2 separate regions of the Sus scrofa genome follow, and region 1 is linked to region 2. Evidence: chromatin contacts called from public HiChIP or PLAC-seq data. All regions are on one chromosome and are shown on one strand. Each heading gives the region's core, a stretch centred on a gene start, on an enhancer-like site or on the middle of the called end of the contact. The rest is flanking DNA. Distances are from core to core; before and after follow the strand shown.

The links. HiChIP or PLAC-seq counts read pairs in DNA pulled down with a chosen protein or histone mark.
Region 1: an H3K27ac HiChIP or PLAC-seq map of alveolar macrophages shows a contact between it and region 2. The contact joins the promoter of RPSA here to the promoter of CSRNP1 in region 2. A contact is called at or near these places in 1 of 47 Hi-C or Micro-C datasets (embryonic fibroblasts) and 1 of 2 datasets of contacts at active chromatin or transcription factors (alveolar macrophages).

What each region holds. Positions count from the first base shown.
Region 1 is chr13:24,069,850-24,076,889 of Sscrofa11.1, forward strand. It overlaps RPSA (ribosomal protein SA), which reads left to right and starts at 2,702. Exons shown (of 7, transcript NM_001037146.2): 1 at 2,702-2,726; 2 at 4,462-4,627; 3 at 5,945-6,063. The coding sequence starts at 4,495.
Region 2 is chr13:23,840,040-23,847,309 of Sscrofa11.1, forward strand. CSRNP1 (cysteine/serine-rich nuclear protein 1) reads right to left here and starts at 5,159. Exons shown (of 5, transcript XM_003132123.4): 1 at 4,950-5,159. It overlaps LOC106505568 (a long non-coding RNA gene), which reads left to right and starts at 3,774. Exons shown (of 3, transcript XR_002338214.1): 1 at 3,774-4,061.

The DNA.
Region 1 (7,040 bases), core at 1,452-3,951, 230 kb after region 2:
TTTGCCAAGTGCCTCTTGGGCCAAGGGCTCCTCACCATGGTTTACTCTCATTACAGTATGTTTTCATCTTTGGGCTTAATTAACCCACTTCCTTGCCACAAATTTTCTTCATGCAGATCACTTCTCAAGGACAAAGTTAGTGGGGAAAAAAATATTTTGTAGAGGAACGAAACCTAAACATTGGAGTTCCCATTGTGGCTCAGTGGAAACAAATCTGTATCCATGAGGACGCAGGTTTGTTCCCTGGCCTCGCTCAGTGGGTTAAGGATACAGCATTGTTGTGAGCTGTGCTGTGGGTCGCAGACGTGGCTCGGATCTGCTGTAGCTATGGCTGTGGTGTAGGCTGGCAGCTCCAGCTCCAGTTCGAACCCCAGCCTGGGAACTTCTGTGTGGCCCTAAAAGACCAAAAAACCACACACACAAAAAAAAACCCTAAACATAAGTATAGTACAATTTTATAGTTGTTAACAAAGGAAGTATTTTGGAGGTTCTTTGCTGACATAGTTTGGGACTGACCCAGAACACCCTCCCTTGGAGTCCTGCAATGACAGAAAACTGCCCCTAAAAGCCATCTATTGGTTTTAAGCCTCTCCCCCTACCCCCGACATTTTTTTTTTTTTTTTTTTTTGAGAGCCAAAATGTCTGCAAATATTCTCGGCAGTTTCTAAGGATGCTTTTAAAGCCATGACTTTTCTTGGCTATCAGTTCTTTATTTAAATGCTGTGGGGTTTGTTTTCTTTCAATTTAAAAACCTGTTGAGTTCCCATTGCAGCTTAGCAGTAATGAACCTGACTGGTATCCATGAGGCCATGGGTTCAATCCCTGGCCTTGCTCAGTGGGTTAAGGATTTCGAGTTGCTTGTGAGCTGTGGTGTAGATTCCCATGTGGCTGTGGCTGTGGCTGTGGTGTAGGTGAGCAGCTGCAGCTCTGATTCAATCCCTAGCCTGGGACCTTCCATATGTCACAGGTGTGGCCCCAAAAAGACAAAATAAATAAATAAATAAATAAAAACCTGTTCCTCATAGAAATCTCAAAAAACGAAAAATGAGGCCAAAAAATCTACCAGTTTCTCTACTTGTGTATCTGTAGTTCACATTAAAATTAATCTAGATTTTTTTTTTTTGGTTTGGAGTTGGGCATATGTTTAAAAGATGTCCAAGGAGTTCCCACTGTGGTGCAGAGGGTTAAGAATCCAACTGCAAAAGCTTGGGTCTCTGCAAAGGTTTGGATTTGATCCCCAACCTGGTGAAGTAGGTTAAAGGATCCAGTGTTGCTGCAGCAGCGGTGGAATTTCCACAAGTTGGGGATACAGCCTTTAAAAAAAGAAGCAAACAGAAAAAACTCCAAGTAATTCTAAGTGCAACCAGGCTTAAATCTTCATACGCCTAATAATCAGGCATTGATTGATAGACTGATTGATTGATTCTTAAGACCAGGGCATACAGAGAATCTGCACCACAGCAGCGAAAGGAGTCATAGCAGTGACAGCGTGGAAACCTAAACCTGCTGCACCAGGAGGGAACTCCAGTTTTCTTTACAATAATTTAATGCCTAGGGTTTCAATTTCTCAAAATAATCGCCCTCATCCGGCAACTCCCTTTTGTACCATAGAATGTATTTCTTTTTAATTTTTAAACTTTTTTGCTTTTTAGGGCCACACCTGTGGCATATGGAAGTTCCTGGGCTAGAGGTTGAATTGCAGCAGGAGCTGCCGGCCTACATCACAGCCTCTGCAAAGCTGGGCTTAACCCAGTGAGCAAGGCCTGGAATCAAACCTGCAACCTCATGCATACTAGTTGGGTTGGTAACCACTGAACCACAATAGGAACTCATTTTATTTTTAAACCACTTTATTATTTTTTTCCTTTTTTGGCCACCAGGTGGTATATGGAGTTCTCTAGCCAGGTATCGGATCAGACATCCAGTGGCTACCTGGGTGCAGCAACGCGGGGTCCTTAACCCATCGTCCAGGACCGGGAATCAAATCTTTGTCCCAGCGCTCCCAAGATGCCCACGGACCGCACTGCACCAAAGCGGGGACTAAAGTATTTTATTTTTTTAAGGACTTTATGGTATTGGGTGGAATAAATACTAACTAATCTATTAATGGATATTATAATTTTCACTCCACAAGAAAAAAAGTATGCAAACTATTCCTGCAGTCTTGTTCTGCCCCCCCCAAACTTCCTGTAAAATAATTTTTTCCTAGGAGACTTGTTAATTTTTTATTTTATATTGGAGTATACTTGGTTTACAATGCTGTGAAGATAACTTTTTAAAAATCTGAATTACACAGTAACTTGTCCTCCAAAAAAATCAAAATGAGTTTTCCAGCTTTTGTTTACCCAAAACAAGCTTGTGTTCAACACCCCTTTGCACGTAAGGAAACTGCAGCTTACAAGAGAGACCACTCAAGTTGATAGGTACGAAAAGCTGCGAAGGAACTCGGATGCCCGACTGGCTGGTTGGCTGGTTTCCCGGACGCGTCCCTGCACACAAACCGTGCGCTCCCAGGACCCAGCCCGCGAGGGACTTCGCTGACGTCCACCGCAACGCCGCAGCCGGTCTTCCGGAGGAAGGCCCGCCCCCATGACTGCCTGCTTAGTTCGCCCTTCCGCTCGGCTCTTCGTTGTCATTGGCTGGCAGCAGACTATATAAGGACGTCATTTCCGCTTACCCTTCCTTTCCGCGCTGCCCAGACCGGGGTCCACACGGCGTTGTTCTTGGTGAGTTGTTTGTGGGTGTCCGGGCGTCCCCCAAGGCCACCAGAGCGAGCTTCTCGTTCAGAGGAGCAGTGCGGGGACCTGGGGGGAAGTTTTCAGACGGAGCGCGTCTGTCTCGGGCCGGCGCGCTCCCCTTCAGGTCGGGCGGCCTGCACGTGGCGGGACTCGGGCCCGTGTGTTCCCACAAGGCCTCGGAAGCAGACTGGGGCCTCGACCCCGGGTGCCGGTGGGCAGGATGCCTAGAGTTAGGCCTACGCAAAGCATTGTTGTCGCTTCAACATTCGGCGGTAAACCCAGAGATTTAGCCGCCGATATTCTCCAGTTTCTTGGGCTTGTCGGTTTTCCCTGTTCCCCGTTCAGGAGTTAGAATTTCTGATGCTGGACAGGCTAAATAAAAGGTCCAGGTTCTGTCCAAAAGAATTTGGACAAGGAATGCAAATTAGAAGTCACAGAAATTGTGGGGTAGACAGAAATGAAGCAGTTTATTAAGGGGCGGAGGCGAAAGTACTCCCAAAGAATGTAGGCGGCTTCCTGGGTGAGAAGCGCACGGAACGCTTTTTCTGATTAGGGGCGGAAGATGCATTGCTGGGAGCTTTGTGGTGGGTTCTTGATTGCACCTGGCTACATCATGTTCTGTTCTGTTGCTGCGTGTCTCCTGGAGCCGCTGCATGCGCTTTAAAAGCCATTTCACCTTACTATTAAAGCGCAAAATGTGGAAAATAGTAACGGCGATCACCTACAGCCTGAGTATAAGTACTGCGCAAGCTCGGCCAAGCTCTGAGTTTTATGGTTTTCTTTCTTTATGCCCTGCATTTGGCATACCATTTGTGAGCGCTTATACAAATGAGTGGGTGTTACAGTCATTGGTGGGGGGTGTGTGTGAGGGGTCATGTTCTCTTATTTTCATTCCAGCTGCACCTTCCCAAAGAAAGGGATTTTTGTCCTTATTTAGTTTTTACCTGAAATGTCATGAAGTTGTGCATAATGGAAACTTTACCGGCAAGGCTAATTTCATTGTAATGAAGGTATAATGTGCAAACTGGTTACATTCAGACCCTTGAAATTACTGTCTTTTCCCACCTTTCTTAGTTTTCCTCCAGGGCACTTATGTCTCCAAGATGTGTGGTTTCCTGTCATTCTGGAGATTGCTGCTTTTCTTTGTCTTCTAAGGGAATCCTGTTGTTTACGTGATGGATGGTTTCCTGCCATTTGGCCCTTGGCTCCCCTTTCTCTACTCACACCTAGACCACTCTTTCTAAAGAAAGATCACAGGATTTGTTGCAATTTTTTGTTTGTTTGTTTTTTGTCTTTTTGCCATTTCTTGGGCCGCTCCCGCGGCATATGGAGGTTCCCAGGCTAGGGGTCGAATCAGCTGTATCTGCCAGCCTAGGCCAGAGCCACAGCAATGCAGGATCCGAGCCTCGTCTGCGACCTACACCACAGCTCACGGCAATGGCCGGATCATTAACCCACTGAGCAAGGGCAGGGATCCAACCCACGACCTCATGGTTCCTAGTCAGATTCGTTAACCACTGCGCCACTACGGGAACTCCCTGTTGCAGTTTTTTAAGATGTGGTATATCTATTAATATTGTCTCATTCCACTAGACTAATCCCTCTGTAGGAAGTGTGGTCCATGGTGAGATTTAAACATTGTCATTTAACTCGAGGGGTGTTAGGATGCACTTGTTACCCCATCCCATTTGACTCAGTGAAACGGCCTTTTAATTTTTTTCAGATTCCCGTCGTAACTTAAAGGGAGACTTTCACAATGTCCGGAGCCCTCGATGTCCTACAAATGAAAGAGGAGGATGTCCTCAAGTTCCTTGCAGCAGGAACCCACCTTGGTGGCACCAACCTTGACTTCCAAATGGAACAGTACATCTACAAAAGGAAAAGTGATGGTCAGTCATCACTTCAGGTTTTTTTTGTTTCCCTTCTTTATTACAGTTAGAAGGACAATTATTAACCATCCTATTCTGATTGGTAGTGCTGGTGATGTGATTTCTAAAATATGAAAACTCTCTCATGAAGTATTAGGTTAAACTATAGATTGGTAAGAAGATTTAAAAGAGTAAAGGTGGGAGTGCCTGTTGTGGCTCAGTGGTTAATGAATCCAACTAGGAACCATGAGGTTGCAGGTTTGATACCTGGCCTCTCAGTGGGTTAAGGATCCAGCATTGCTGTGAGCTGTGGTGTAGGCTGACAGCTGTAGCTCTGATTGGACCCTAGCCTGGGAACTGCTGCAGGTGTGGCCCTAAAGAGAAAAACAAAAAACAAACCAGTAAAGGTGAAATTCCCTCGTGGTGCAGTGGGTTAAGAATCTGGCATTGACACTGCCGTGGATGGGTTTGATCCCTGGCCTGAGAACTTAAACATGCTGTAGGTGCAGACACCTGCCCCCAAACAAAAAAACTTAAGTAAAAGTGCTCTGGTGTGTTCCCCTCACCCCCAAAGTCTTTAGGGCTGTGCCTGAGGCATATGGAAGTTACCAGGCTAGGTGTTGATTCAGAGTTGTAGCTGCCAGCCTATACACCACAGCCATAGTAACATGGGATCTGAGCCATGTCTGTGTCCTATACCACAGCTCATGGCAACACCAGATTTCTTAAACTGAATGAGGCCAGGGATCAAACATGAATGCTCATAGATCTTAGTCGGGTATATTATGAGCTCAGCCACGATGGGAATTCTTGTAAAACTGAATTTTGAGAGGAAGGTAGAGCCAGAGATGGGAATAAAGAATTTAGCTTGCTTTGTATCAGAAAAGGGAAGGTAGGTTGTGATGAGAATATGGAAGTCATTAAGTTCTTTGGCTTAGCGATGGAATCACTGAAAGACCTAAGCTGGTATGCTACATGGTTTAAACAAGTTTGGGATGAATCTAACATCAGGACAGATAACGGAAAGAGTGGTAAGAGGCTAGGAAGCAGGTAAGGGCTTGTAGGATTCCATGTGGGGTGCCTGAAGATTGATTGACTTTGCATACTGAATCAATTCTGCACGCTATTAAAGCTCAGAGTAGAGGCCAGTCTTGGCCAATGAACTTCTGAGTGTCGGAAGTGTGCTATATTAATGGCAGGATTTTCGCTAACACCAGTAGAGCTTGCCTCTATGACTGGAGTTTGATAGTACTCTCTGCCACATGCATTAAGCTTTTTAGAAGAATATTCACTTGGAAAGCTTGGTCTGGTGTTAACGCAGCCTGTGTCCTCACCTAGGCATCTACATCATAAATCTGAAGAGAACCTGGGAGAAACTTCTGTTGGCGGCTCGTGCCATCGTTGCCATTGAAAACCCAGCCGATGTCAGTGTCATATCCTCCAGGAATACTGGCCAGGTTTGTGGAATAATGTGCTTGGGTTTTGTTGTTAAAAATAAATAATAAAAGATGTTTTGAAATGTATAGAAAAGTATAAGAAAAGAAAAGTAGGGTTTCCCCTGTAGTTAACAGTCCAGCGCTATCTCTATCAACTGCTGATTCAACTCCCCAGCACAGCATGGTGGGTTAAGGATCTGGCATTGCCGCAGCTGTGGCTCAGTCAAATTTCATCCCTGGCCTGGGAACTTCCATATGCTGTGGATTCAGCAGAAAAGAAAAAACTCATAATTCTATTGTTTAGGTACCATTTGAAGTTGGCCCAAGTCACACTAATTGTCAGAATTCAACATTTATGACATTGCTTTTTTCTGACGGTATGTTAAGGTTCATGTTTTCACATTGGGTATTTTGTTGTGCTAGTAAATACTGAGGGTCACATTTTGCTGCAGTGAGCTTTTTGTATTTAAAATGTTGAAATACTAAGTTAGTAAATATTGGGAGTTCCTGCTGTGGTATAGCAGATTAAGAATCTGATTGCAGTGGCTCAGGTTACTGCACAGTGGATTAAAGGATCTGGTGGAATTCAGATGCCTGGCCCAGGAACTTACGGTGCAGGTGCTTCCATTAAAAAGAAAAGAGCAAATAGTAAATATCAACTTTTAAATTTTTCAGGATGGTTTTCCAAGAGTAGGGTAGCACAAGTCTCATAAACAGGAATAATAATCTTCGCCATATTCCCCCCCTCCATGGGCACACCCACAGTATATGAAGGTTCCCAGGCCAGGGATTAAACTGCCTCTGCCTCTGCAGATTAATTTGAGCCACTGCAGTCAGGTTCTTAACCCATGGCACAATGGGAACTCCTACCAGTTTTATTTTATTTATTTATTTATTTTGTGGTCTTTTTGCTATTTCTTTGGGCCGCTTCTGCGGCATATGGAGGTTCCCAGGCTAGGGGTCTAATTGGAGCTGTAGCCACTGGCCTACGCCAGAGC
Region 2 (7,270 bases), core at 3,909-6,408:
CGCACAGGTGTTTCCGGGGGCTTCTCAGCAAATAGTTTCTCAGGCTTGGCACCCACCCCCCACCTCCCGGGGTCAAACCACAAACAAAAACAACCCAGCTCTCAGCTGCCCGTTCTCCCAGGAGATGGGGGAACTCATGGCCCAGAGGCAGGCACACACACACACACACACACACACACACACACACACACACACACACACACACACGGGGACAGAGCACAGAGGCACTCAGACACAGAAACACACAGGGACAGACCACACCCATGCATCTTGTCCCCACAATCCTGCTGGGAGACCCCATCCTTTCTCACACCTCAGAGGCTGTCTACAAGGGTGCCAAATGCCTCCCTAACTGTATGCCTAAGCCTGAGACATCCCCCACCCAAATTAAGGGCCCACTTGGTCTCTCTGCCTGGCCATCCCTTAGAAACATAAAATCCTGCAGGCCCCAAATCGAACCCCTTGTCTCTGCTCCCCACCCCTGTACCATCTGTTCCTCTTCCTGTGTTCCCTATCTTAGTAACAGCACTGCCACCCACCCAGTTACTCAAGCCAGAAACCTGCAGTCATCCTCAACTCCTTCCTGTCTCCCTCCGTCCACATCCAGCAACCTCCACCCCTCCCCCGTCCTGGAAGTACACATTAGCTCATTGATCTACACAAGGCCAGACACAGACTCAGTGGGTATCACGGAGGCCACCCAGTGTGGCATTAAGAACTGTGGCCCCAGAACCAGACTGCCTACATTTGAACCCTGGCTTGGCTAGCAATTGGCTGAGTGACCTTAGGCAAGTTCCTTAATTTCTCCGTGTCTTCAGTTCTTTGTCTTACAATCTCATAGGGTTGGCAGGTTTACAGGAATCGATACATGTAAAGTTCTTAGAATGGTGGTAAACGCTTGATGAATGTGTCATCCTACACTGAGAAAAAAAGAACGAGCTCCTGGATACACACAACACAGATGGATCTCACTGATAGCACACTGAGTGACAGAAGCCAGACACAAGATTAAATGTGAATGAAGTTCAAGAAAAGGCAAACCCAACCAGTGATGATACAAGGCAGAATCATGGTTACTCTGACGGTGGGGAGGGCACGCACTGAGGACAGTTATGAGGGAATTTTCGGCAGTGGGGAGAGGGCTCTCGCTCTGGAAATGTTCTATATTGATCTGGGTGGGGGTTCTATGGGTGCTAGAGCTGTAAAAATTCATCTCACTGTACACATAAGATTCAAGTACTTTGTGCACTTTACCTATGTCACCTTCAGTTTTGAAAGTTTACTACCCCTGTATCTCTGTCCCACTGCTACTACTCATGTCCCCTGCCCCTGCTCCTGCCCTCTCCCCATGGCCATTCTTTACCCTGCAGCCAAAGTGATTTGATTAAAGGCCTATCTACCTACACACGGAGAATCACCCACCTATGGAGAATCGATCCACAGCTCCCTTTAGTGGAGCCTGCCCCAAGAAAGGCTAAAGCAGACCAGGCTGCCGCCCCCCCCCCAAGACTCATCATGCAAGACTCTCCTTAGCCCCCTTACTTTATACTCCAGCTGAACTCGCAGTTGCCACAATGGCCAATATCTGCTCACCTCCTGCCTTTGCACAAGCTGGAACCCAGCCTCACTTCCCTTTAGAAGTCATCTCCACGAGAGCCTCCTGAAGCCCTCACTCTTCCCACTACAGGCCTCTCTGGGTTCCCAGGGGCCCTGGGATTCCCCCATCACAGCCCATATGGTCCTTCCTGCAATGGCCTCACCTCACTACTCATCTCCCTCAAGCTAGGCTGAGGGCTTTTTGCATGGCCAGCACTGTGCCTGTGCCTGGAATAGAGTCTGATATACTGAGGTAGGTACCTGGCTGCAGACCAGGTATAAACAGAAAGAAGATTTAGGCACATGAGGTCTCTGAGGCCATTGGTCAGTGTGCCCTTCTCTCACTCCTGCCACAGCTAAGTTGGTGGGGGGGAGGAGGCTGCCCTTGCCCATCCCCCAGCCTGGACCAGAGGGTTTCAGCAAGAATAGTACCCAGAAGAAGGCAGCTCTGAAGGCAGGAAAAGGAAGCTCAGGCTGCAGGCAGGTGCCAACACAGGCATGTCAGGAGATTCTCCAAGAGTAAACAGAGTGAAGGAAGCAGGTTCAAGCCACACAGCCTGTCTCTACCTCAGGGATGTCTACAGAATGGGAGCTTCAGGTGAGGGGGTTATAAACTTCAAGGCTTCAGACAGGGAAACGGACACAGGGAACCTACAGCCATGATGCTGGTTCTGGTGATGAGCCCCTAGCAAAATCTGCAGACCTGAAAATGAGAAATTATCTCCTCCCTGATATTGTGGGAGGAGGAAGAGCCCCTGGCTCTTGTGATCTGCCATCCCACCTGGAAACCCAGAGGCTGAGAGAGAGAGGCAGAGGCAGATGAGACAAAAAGACTCAGTCAAGAGACAAGGAGAGGCCAAGTCGAAAAGGAATGAAAGATAGAGAAAGAGTCCAAGAAAAGTGTCAGACAGTGAGTCAGAGGGTGGGGGAGGGGCCCCCAGCAGCTACCCAGGAATCAAGATCCTGACCATGGCACTGTTCCCAGGGTGAGCACAGCCCCCTCCAAGGGTCCTGTAGGAAGGAAAAGCAATTCCCAGGAGCTGGCTCAGACAGAAATACCACACCCCCTGGAGCCCCGGAGACAGGCCCTGAATCAAAGAGAACCAAGCTTCTTCCGGGATCTGCCTGGGCCCTGAGAATCAGGCCGCCCTGCATCACCACTCACAGGAGCCCAGAGCCCAAGCCAGCGGAGGGGGGGGCGCTTCTTCACCCAACTTGCCACAACTAACTGCACACTCAGGCCACACTATTGTCAACCCAGGGAAGGCCAACTCACCCTGGATACCAAGCAAACAAAGACTGTTTGGGGGGCGGGGGAAATGCCCAGGCCTCTGAAAAATCACACTAACTCCTCTTCGACCTCTGCAGTCCCAATGCTCCAGCTCCCAGTCAGAGCTATTATTGGGAAGGGGGCACCTTCATCTGCCTCCAACCTCTTTCAGGAATCTGAAGAATGTGTCCTTTAACCTCAGAGCCCCAGGCCTTGGTCAAGCCAGCTCCCCTCAACACCTGGGGTCACATGACCTTGGACCCTCAGGAACTACTTCCTGGGAGAAAGGGAGGGCACCTCTGAGCAGCTCATGCCCCCAAGGGAATTGGCTAGAAAACACCCAGGACAGCCTAAAGAAAGCAGATAGGAAGCCTTGGCACACCCCTCCCCCACCCAACCCTCAGAAAGTGACGGGGGGAGGGGACAGTTCCTCAGCCTTGGCCTCCAGGGCCTGGCACTGGGGAGGTGCCAAAAGTTTGCTGGCTACATGAGGCAATTGCTCCTGCAGAAGGGAAATTGCACCTGACAGTGAACGCTTCCTCCACCTAAGCGGGGCCCCTTCACTCTCATTCATTTATTCATTCAATCAACAAATATTTATTGAGCGCCTAGGACATGCCAAGCACTGTGTCAGGCACCTGGGCATACACAGAGTAAGACATACACTAGTGCTGCCCCCTTAGAGCTGTGAGTTTAGTGGGGCGGAGTATAATTAGAGTTACAAACTGTGTTGAGTGCTGGAATGGAGAGTGGGAGGGATATTTTTTTTTGAAGTTAAAATTAGGTATTTATTTTGTTCCACTCCACTAAGGCAAGATATCCCTGGTTAGGTGAAGTCAGGTATCTCCAAGGAAAGGAGAGGAAGTAGGAAAAATACCAGAGTGGGGGCTAGAGGAGGGAGAGCTAGGGAGGTGAGGGGAAAGGGGCAGCCTGCGAGGGGGCTTCAGGAGCCTGGGCAGTTACAGCAGGCTTTAGCCTGAGGGCTCAGGAAGCCACTGAAAGGTTTTAAGTAGGGAGTGACATACCAGATTTGCATTTTAAAAAGATGGCTCCCGCTCAGGACTGGAGGGGGTGTGACCAGTTGGACCAGAGCTAGGTGAGAGATGACAGGCCAAAGGCTTAGGAGAAAGGGGGCAGGAACTTGGTGACCTCTGGAGCTGGGGACCAAAGAGGCCAGTGAAGTTGAGGATTTGGGGTAAGTGATGAGTTGCGCTCCAGAGGACTGTGAGGCATCGGAGTGGAGGTGTCGGGTGGGCAGTGGAGCCAGGCAGGGACCCTCTTGTGTCATGAGTGTGGGCTGTGCGTGACTGTGCCAGGGAGTAGGAGTGACTAAGTGTGTGCGACGGCTGCTGTGGTGTGGGCATCTTAACGGGGCCCCCGGGGAGGGTAAACTGAGGACCAGGAGGAAGTACGTGCTGGGGAGGGAGCCGTGAGTGGGAGAAGCCTACGTGTGCCCGCGGGTGGCCAGTGTAGCTGCGCCCGTGACTCACAGCGGTGGCCTCTGCGTGTGACGGTGACTGACAAACAGGTGAGCATACGACATAATCCCTCCCTCCCTCCAGGGGTCCGTGACTCACGGAGCCTCACTCCTCGCTCTTCTCTCCACTCCCTCCCTGACGGGCGCCGGGCACTCGCCGCAGCCCCGGCACCCGCCCCCGGGGGGAGCCCGAGGAGGAAGGCGACAAATGTCACCTGCTCCGGCCACGCGAGGAACTTCTGAAAAGTTCTCAGGCAACTGGGTCAAAAGGGAACTCACCCGGGACGCGCGCCCGCCGCCACCCCGCCACCCGCGCGCTATCCCGGCTCGGCTGCCACTCACCCCAGGCTCGGGGCACAGGGACTTCTTGGGGTCCCAGTGGCGGGGCGGGGGAGGGGAGGGGAGCGGAAAACCTGAGACTGTCGCCTCCCCGGCTCCCGGCCCGGACTTCCTCCGTGGCGCGCGGTCCGGGGCCAGGCTGTCTTCGTCCTGGCGCCCGAGCAAAGGTGGCTGGAGAAAACGGCAGGGGCCGGGGAGCAGCGCCCCCCGCACGGGACGCCCCCTTCCTAAAGTCTGTCCCACCGGTCTGAAGCCCCCGACACTGACCTGAGATCCGGATGCTCGCCAAGGGCAACGCTGAGACCTGCGTCCCGGCTGGGAACGCCCCCTACACGGCGACCCCGCGCTCGCTAGCTCGCTCAGCCGGCAGCGATCTGCCCAGCAGCCCCTCTCTCTCTGTGCGTCCGGCAGCAGCGGCGGCGGCGGGAGACTGGCTGCGCCCGGCCCCGCCCGCAACTCCGCCCTCCTCGTCAGTGGAAAACTCCGGGGCTCACGGCGCTGACGCATGCCGGGCCTCCCGCCCCGCCCCGCCCCGCCCCGCCCCGCCCCGCCCCGGAGGCACCGCCTCCTCCCCCTCCCGAGCCGGCGCAGCAGCCGCAGGCCTCCCTGCGGACTCTGACCTCGCGCCAGCGCCGCTGGCGCTCTCCACCCCCAGCCCCCTCCTTCGCCCCTCCGCCGCAATCCCGCGGGCTCTCCTCCGCACACACTTTTGGAGAATCCCCGAAGCTCCGGGCCGGCAGAGCAGGATCGTAAAGATCCCCACCTCTCTTCACGGCCCCAGTTCACAGATAGGTAGACTGAGGCCCAGAGCAATGCAGAGCGTACCTCAGGCCATCCGTGGGTGGCAGAGCCGAGGCCTCCTATACATCTTACCCCCACCTTGCCCGAGGCAGTTTACTATAATCCAATCAAATATTCCTTCCTCCCTACCCGCCCCCATCCGCCTGGAAAGTAACCTGGAGATGAACCAGAGGAGGGGAGTGGAGGTGGGGACGGGGCGGGGGGGGGGGGAGGGGGGGGAGAAGGTCATCCTTGGGCCTGACCTTCACCTCTGCGCACGGGCGAGAAACCCTGCAGAAGCCCAAAGCTAGGGATTCCTGGAACCAGTTTACCCCCACCCCACCGCCACCCCATCCCTCCCTTAAAAAAAAAAGAAAGAAAAAAAAAAAAAGGAAGAGAGAAGGGTAGTTTCTTCTGAGCCAGACCCTGGCCACTTAAATGGCCCACTGCCTGCTCTGCTCCCGCCAAGGCCTTTCCTGACTAAGGGCCAATTCCTCCAATGTTACTGCGCCTGGGAAAGTGTGTGCATGTCTCCGCGGCGAGTTCTGGCCCAGGAGCCCACCCTCCACCCATCTTCCCAACCCCTGGTCAGATCCGACCCACCACCACCCACCACGTCTCTTGAGCGTTTCCACCCTCACACCTTTGCAGCAGCCTTTCCTCTCACCTCGAATGCCTTCTTGTTCTCTCACTGCTTAGCAAAATCCCAACGCCCTTAAGGTCTCAACTTGCACTGCCTCCTCCAGGGAGACTTCGTGGGCTCCTGACCCTCCCCCTCCCAGTCTGGCTCCCGCTGCATTCTGGGTTCTTCTCTGACTGTCCTAGATGAGTGCTGTCTGTGACTAGTCCAGCCCTCAGGGTTGCTTTCTACCTAACTCCAGGTGAGCAGTGGGGGTGACCTGTTCTGCCTGGTTGGCATCTGGGGTACAGATGATGGAAAGATCTCCCTTAACGGCCACAGGTGTGTCTATAGAGGGGGTCAAGAGGGGGTCTGCCTGCCCTTTCCTTTTCCTAGGAAGAATGTAAGGGGGAAGCTACTGCTCCTGTTCTTCCTGGATGCACTGAATGTATGTACCTGGGGGGGCCTTCTGGGGGAGGTGGCTGGACAGCGGAAGCCAACCTTCCAGTGACTTCCCAGTGCTCTCAGGATGAAGTCTCAACTTCATACCTACAAAGCTGGAATAATCAGGCCCTTGCCTACCTTTGCAACCTCACCTCTCTCTTCAAAATGCCTGTGCATTTCCTTGTGAGTTGTCCCACTCCTTTCCCTGCTCCTTAACGATAATGTCTTTAATGTGTGCACATTTTTTATTTGTACATTGTGCTTGTAATACTGGTACAACCACACTAGTTTTAATTTACACATGAGATATTCAGTTCTATACCTCCTTAAGTTTCTTGCATCCTTACCTCTGTGCTCCAGCCCACGCCCTTGATAACTGTATTCCAGGAGTTCCCATCGTGGCGCAGTGGAAATGAATCCCACTAGGAACCATGAGGTTGCAGGTTTGATCCCTAGCCTCGCTCCGTGGGTAAAGGATCTGGCATTGTTGTGAGCTGTGGTGTAGATCACAGACACGGCTCGGATCTGGCATTGCTGTGTCTCTGGCATAGGCTGGAGGCTACAGCTCTGGTTCGACCCCTAGCCTGGGAACCTCCATGTGCCATGGGTGCAGCCCTAAAAAGACAAAAAGATACACACACACACACACACACACAAACACACACACACACACACACACAAACTGCACTCCAGTCCTGATTGCTGGCAGTCAGTTTTGGGGGTGTGTTCTGCTCATCCTGGTTTA